Linked DNA regions of Zea mays: region 2 is linked to region 1. Evidence: chromatin contacts called from public Hi-C data. All regions are on one chromosome and are shown on one strand. The core of a region is the stretch at or near the end of the contact, and the rest is flanking DNA. Distances in the headings are between cores, read along the strand shown.

Region 1 (3,439 bases), core at 643-3,142:
CTAGCTAGCCACGCCCGCACGTGTACTGCTAGCGACCTTTGATAGCGGCATAGGTTTGATCGGTTGGCAGAGCTCAAAGCTGTAGAAGAAGAAAATACACCCGTAAAATTTATCAACATGGGCTAAGACTGATTTGGTCTAGTTTAAAATATTTTTGACCAACTTTAAAGGAACTGCTGGAGAAAGGATTAAAATATACCCCTAATAATTTTGAGATACTCTTGAAATTTTGATTTTTCATAAGTCATTTTCTGAGGAGGAGATGCTCCATGCTAGAGATGAAAACGGGACGGATACAACGTCATCTCGTATCCTATCCTATTGTATTTCTCTTGGATATGAGACTGAATACGAGAAGTTAAAATTCGGGACGGATACATGATGAGACCGGGTAAAAATTCAGGCGGGTAAGAAACATATATCAGATATTATTCGGATAGATAACAGATATTTGTCGGATAATTCGCCCTGATAATATTAATTGTCCAACAGTCCAACAAACAAATAAATAAAAAATACATAATCATGTATCTCAAATATAGAAAAATAAACCGATAAAATTAACATTATGCAGTTCAAAGTTACTAATCACAAGGATATTATAGAACCAATAATACAATTTTAAAAAAATCGACAACATATCCCTTATTTTAGGCATAATTCACAAGTCTACAAGTATATAATAGATAGTAGATAGTTGACATTAACTACATGTTCAAGTGTTCATTATTTTCATACACTAAATAAAACAACACAAATATAATATTACATGTTAACTACTGTCGTAATGGGAAAGTGTAACAGGTTAATAAATGTTCAAGTGTTCCACAAATGTAGTTCCATACTGCTACACGTTAATTAACATGTCCATTTGCTGCCTTTGCTTAATGTCGTAATGGGCCATCTGGATTCCAGAGGTGGGCCAGCAGGGAACATGCTAGCAGGCAGGCCCAGCCGCCCAGACCCCACCATACTCCAGTAGTCCACAACGTCATCACGCAACAGTATCCTACCCGAAATTTACGGATACTTATCGAGTATTAGTGATTTCATATCCTACTTGTATCTAGAGTTTAATATCTGAGTACTACTCATGTCCGTCCTAATAAAAAATATGTGTATTCATATCCAAAAATCTGTCATGTTTTTATAACCGTATTCGATACTCGTCTCGGGTACCTGTCCTATTTTCATCTCTACTATCTGCCCTCCGTCATCACGCGAACACAGTAACCTGCACAAGGGCATATACTACCCTAAGCCCTTAGAACAGTTTTTTAAATATAAGAGATAGATAAGAGACTACATGATATAACCCTGAGCATCTAGAGAATAAATACAGCCAAGACACAATATGCATAGAGAGTCGTGTAGAGACGCACGAATAGCCCGTCTCTTGATTTTTTTCACTTAGCTCTCTAAAGACCCCACAAGAAACCCCTCATTTAAGAGCATGTATAAGCTTGACATCGTTTTACGACACTCTAAGTATAAGACATAACTAATGCACGATATGATACAATGAACGTGTCTAAAACTTATGTTTTACTATATTTATTGGACCCAATAAGAATATTCAATAAGTTCAATAGACCAATCAACTATGTCCTCCATCTCGAACAAAGAGGTAAGACACGTCTTTGTTAAGAGATGTGACTTGAGTTTGTTTACATTTACCTTTTTAGACACAGACAAAAAGACGACTCAAAACATCGGACTTATTTAGGAGCAATGTATTAGAGAGGATTGAAAGAACTAAAATCTTTTTTATTCAAAATTGAATAATGAAGAATTATAGCCCCTCATTTACCTTCGTAATCTTGTTCCCCACTGTTGTACGTGCCCTTTGGGTTGTATATACCCTAACACCTCACAGGCTGACATATCGGCCCGCCGCATCCCCATGGCATGTTCCCAAGCTGAACCTTTGCCGCCTGCGGCCTGCCCGGGAGGCGGCGGCTCATTGTAGGATGCCACACCGATGCGGACTCCGGAAACCATCGGTTCGGCCCTGGCCCGCTTCGGCACGTCGCGGTCGCTGTTCGCCGGAGCGCACCTCCACTCCCACCTCCTCAAGTCCGGCCTTCTCGCCGGCTTCAGCAACCACCTCCTCACACTCTACTCCAGGTGCCGTCTACCGAGCGCAGCACGCGCGGTGTTCGACGAAATCCCCGACCCGTGCCACGTCTCCTGGTCCTCGCTCGTCACCGCCTACTCGAACAACGGCATGCCCCGGGACGCACTCTTGGCGTTTCGGGCCATGCGCGGGCGCGGCGTCCCGTGCAACGAGTTCGCGCTCCCCGTCGTGCTCAAGTGCGCGCCGGACGTCCGGTTCGGCGCGCAGGTGCACGCGCTGGCCGTGGCCACGAGGCTCGTCCACGATGTCTTCGTCGCCAACGCGCTTGTGGCCGTGTACGGCGGGTTCGGCATGGTGGACGAGGCCAGGAGGATGTTCGACGAGTATGTAGGCGTTGGAGGGGAGAGGAATGCCGTTTCGTGGAACACCATGATATCGGCGTACGTCAAGAACGACCAGAGCGGGGATGCCATCGGGGTGTTCCGCGAAATGGTGTGGAGCGGGGAGCGGCCGAATGAGTTCGGGTTCTCGTGCGTGGTGAACGCGTGCACGGGATCGAGGGATTTGGAGGCTGGGAGGCAGGTGCACGGTGCAGTGGTGAGGACGGGATATGAAAAGGATGTGTTCACAGCAAATGCGCTGGTCGACATGTACTCAAAGCTGGGAGACATTGAAATGGCAGCAACGGTTTTCGAGAAGATGCCTGCGGCGGACGTCGTCTCATGGAATGCTTTCATTTCTGGCTGTGTAACCCATGGGCATGATCACCGTGCACTGGAGCTGCTACTACAGATGAAGTCTTCAGGATTGGTGCCCAATGTGTTCACCTTATCTAGTGTTCTGAAGGCTTGTGCTGGTGCTGGTGCATTCAATTTGGGCCGGCAAATCCATGGGTTTATGGTCAAGGCCGTTGCAGATTTTGATGAGTTTGTCGCTGTTGGCCTTGTCGACATGTACGCAAAGCATGGGTTCTTGGATGACGCAAGGAAGGTGTTTGATTTCATGCCCCGAAGGGATCTGATTTTGTGGAATGCACTGATCTCAGGCTGCTCTCATGACGGACGGCATGGTGAGGTGCTGTCACTCTTTCACAGGATGAGGAAGGAGGGGCTTGACCTTGATGTCAATAGGACGACACTAGCTTCTGTTCTCAAGTCAACGGCGAGCTCGGAAGCAATCTGTCACACAAGACAGGTTCATGCTCTTGCAGAGAAGATAGGGCTCCTATCTGACTCTCATGTCATCAATGGGCTTATTGATTCATACTGGAAGTGTGGTCAGCTAGATTATGCGATTAAGGTTTTCAAAGAAAGCCGTTCTGATGACATTATATCTTCTACAACCATGATGACAGCTCTCTCA
Region 2 (3,439 bases), core at 434-2,933, 210 kb after region 1:
CTGCCTGTTCTAGCAGCGCTGCCAGCTGCAATTTTCACTGCAGCTACAGTAATTAGTGCCTTGCACCATAAACCGTTGTAGCAGCAGCTGCCGCAAAACCAAGCAGACGAACAGCGTAGGAAACTAAATACAACAGAAAGCAAACAACTATGCCATTTGACAAAGTGTATTCTTCCTACAATCATCTGATAACTTGGCAACCATCGGCAAGCAGATCTGGAGCACAACAAGCAACTTCAGCAAAATTAGGAAAGCACTAGAGTGTTGAAACTTCAAAAAAAGTACTATGTATATATCACGAGAGACGATAACGCGATGTATAATTAATTAAATTATTTAGAACATAAAAAAAAACTCGGCCGGGGAGGGATAGACCGCCCTCCCGGTTTTAGCCCAGGGCCGGCACTCAAGGCACACTCAACCCCTCCACGGGCTGAAGAAGAGACCTTAACACAGGTCCCGACCGAGAAAATCCCAAACCCCCTCTCCAATCACTCGCGGGTCGTACCGGCCCAAGGCAGCAGGCTCCCCCCCCCCCCCCAACACACACACATGGGTGAGAAACCTTGACCCCCCCCACCTGGTGGAGGGACAACGCCTCTCACGCCACCCGGACACCCGGTCCTCTATTTAGACCATCTTCAGTGATGATACTAGTGAATAGATGGACTCTAATTTGTGTGCAGTTTATCTGCTGTATGAACATTGGTTTAAGTTCCCAAATAAGAAGTAGAAATTTTCAGAATAAAGTCTTCTGTACAGAGTAACGTAACCTAAACAGAAGGTGAGAAATTTAATCAATTTGCTATGTTTTGTTGGTTTCAGGGACATGAAAAATGGGAAAGTGAATTCAACACTCAGGAAAGGGATGCACCGACTTCGAAGTCAAGTGGTAGACACCATCACTCTAAACCTCTCATTGGCCATCCCCCACTTTCAAATTGCATCTAGAGTTAGAATAGATCAAAAGTATGAGCTGAGGAGTGAATTATCAGCTCAAAATTTTTACTATCGTCCGGAAACTTGAACTCGCAGCTTGAATTTCAAAAGCTTTGAGCGAGTGGCTGGAACTTGCAGCTACGGAAAGGAGTTCCTAATAATCTGGTAGCTGGAGAGGGGTTTCAAGCTGGAGATTTGAAAATCCCGGCGGCGACATGAACCTCAGCTACCAATCTGAACTCCGCACAGAGAAATGGCACCTTACCAGCGCATTCCAACGCGTCGGGACTCGGACGCCTCCGTAAGACAATGGCGGCGGTCGGCGCCGCCGGCCACGCGCAGGGCAGGGCAGGTGGTGGCGCCGGGGCAGTGGGGGGAGATGGCCAAGCTAGGGTTTGGCGAGGGGGCGCGCGGAGGGGCAGCAGCGGGCCGTGGGTGCTGGGGAGGAGAGCAGGGAGGAGGGGGATGGGCGAGCCCCGCGGATCTCCGCGAACACGACGACGACAACGGCGGTGAGTCGCGCGCGCGCGTGCGGTTTGAGGAGCATAATTGGGCGGACGAGGCGATTTGGGGAGGGCGCGATGGCCGATGGTGGCGTCGGACGGACTCCCAGGTCGGGGGCCCACGTCCATTTACGGCTAGGATCGAGCCGCGGCGCGCGCGGTCCACGGGGCCGATGCGTCGGGTCCGGCCATGTGACGAGCGACGGGCGGGCCTCGCCACCCACCCACCCAACCCAACCCATCACCGGTGTCCACGGTCCCCCAGGCCAGCCCCTTCCCGTCACGCTCACGCTGCTCCCGTGCGAGCGTTGGACCCGCGTAGAGCCGCCGCCGGGACCGCGAAGCAGCGGCAGGCCGGCAGCAGGGTCCATCCATGAGTCATGAGCCCCCATCCCGTCAAACCAAATCATGGCGCCCGACACGGCCAAGGGCCCGCCCTAGGCGAAAAATACATATTTTAGTTACTTTTGAAAAGTTATTTTACAAGTAGGCCCTTCATAAATTTATTATTGGAAACAAATCTAAAACTCATCGTATAATGACTTTCTTTTCTACATCATTATATAATCCATCAATTATTTTCTTTTTTTTGCAAAACCCACCAATTAAGGCAGTGTTTGGTTCAGCTTTTGGGCTGATTTTGGTGGCTAGAAGCAGCTTTTGGATGTCAAACGCACCGCTTCTGGGTCAGCTTCTGTTGACCGCGCTTTTGTGAGAATCGCGCTTACAACGATACTGCGGAATCGGTCATCGGGCCGCGTCTCCTTGCAGCCGCCTCAGATTCTCAGTGTTTGACTCGAATATCCATTCCTCTGCTTAGCAGTTAGGCTTTCTGTTGTGGTGCTCATACACACTAATGTAAATGTTGTTAATTAGGAAGCAGATCCCAGTGTGTGCACGTTGTACAGTTGACACTTGGTGTGGAAGAAGGTATAACTATCTTGTACTTTTGTATCATTCGTTATTAATTTGTGGCATATGTATTGAAGTTCATATTTATGTTTGTGCAGGTAAATACTATCTGGTGAACTCTACTAATCTTAATTGTCGGCGTTTCGAGACCGGGGGGTCCCTAAGCCGACGAGTGAGTGCCGCGTGCCCCAGCCCAGATGGGTCGAGCGCGTGGGCGAGCGCGAAGGGGGGAAGCGAGGTGGCCGGAGACGGGCGTGAGAGAGGTGGAAATCCCGCGGCCTTCGTGTTCGTCCCGCGCCCAGGTCGGGTGCGCTTGCAGTAGGGGGTTACAAGCGTCCACGCGGGTGAGGGAAGCGAGCGGCCCCAAGAGAGCGCATGTCCCGTCCTCGTCCCCGCGCGGCCAACCTTCTCTAAGAAGGCCCTGGTCTTTCCTTTTATAGGCGTAAGGAGAGGATCCAGGTGTACAATGGGGGTGTAGCAGAGTGCTACGTGTCTAGCGGAGGAAGAGCTAGCGCCCTAGGTACATGCCAATGTGGCAGCCGGAGAGATCTTGGCACCCTGCTGGCGTGATGTCGTGGCTGTCGGAGGAGCAACGGAGCCTGGCGGAGGGACAGCTGTCGGAGCGGTTGGGTCCTTGCTGACGTCCCCCTGCTTCCGTAAGGGAGCTGAGAGCCGCCGTCGTCACAGGGCTAGCGGGGCGCCATCATTGCCTATCTGGCGGAGCTAGCCGGATGGGACACCGGTCTTGTTCTCTGCGGCCCGAGTCGGCTCGGGGTAGGGTGATGATGGCGCTTCCTGTTGACGTGGCGGGCCTGTGCCCTTGGTCGGGCGACGTGGAGGCTCCTCCGAAGCCGAGGTCGAGTCTGTCTTCCACGGCCGAGGCCGAGTCCGAGCCCCTAGGTCGGGCGAGGCGGAAGTCGTTCGGCAGAGGCCAGGGCGGAGTCCGAGCCCTAGGGTCGGGCGAAGCAGAGTTCGTCATCTTCTGGGGCTGAGCCCGAGTCCGAGCCCTGGGTCGGGCGAAGCGGAGTTCGTCGTCTTCTGGGGCCTAGCCCGAGTCCGAGCCCTGGGTCGGGCGGAGCGGAGTT

The links. Hi-C and Micro-C count contacts between places; a contact is called where the count stands out from the background.
Region 2: a contact with region 1 is called in a Hi-C map of ear, with 2.4 times the contacts expected there. The contact joins the promoter of LOC103653701 here to the promoter of LOC103653700 in region 1. A contact is called at or near these places in 3 of 25 Hi-C or Micro-C datasets (ear, endosperm and tassel).

The regions. Positions count from the first base shown.
Region 1 is chr4:134,598,692-134,602,130 of Zm-B73-REFERENCE-NAM-5.0, forward strand. LOC103653700 (pentatricopeptide repeat-containing protein At4g14850) reads left to right here and starts at 1,893. Exons shown (of 1, transcript XM_008680531.4): 1 at 1,893-3,439. The coding sequence starts at 1,982.
Region 2 is chr4:134,804,690-134,808,128 of Zm-B73-REFERENCE-NAM-5.0, forward strand. LOC103653701 (ARM-repeat/Tetratricopeptide repeat (TPR)-like protein) reads right to left here and starts at 1,684. Exons shown (of 4, transcript XM_008680532.3): 1 at 1,205-1,684.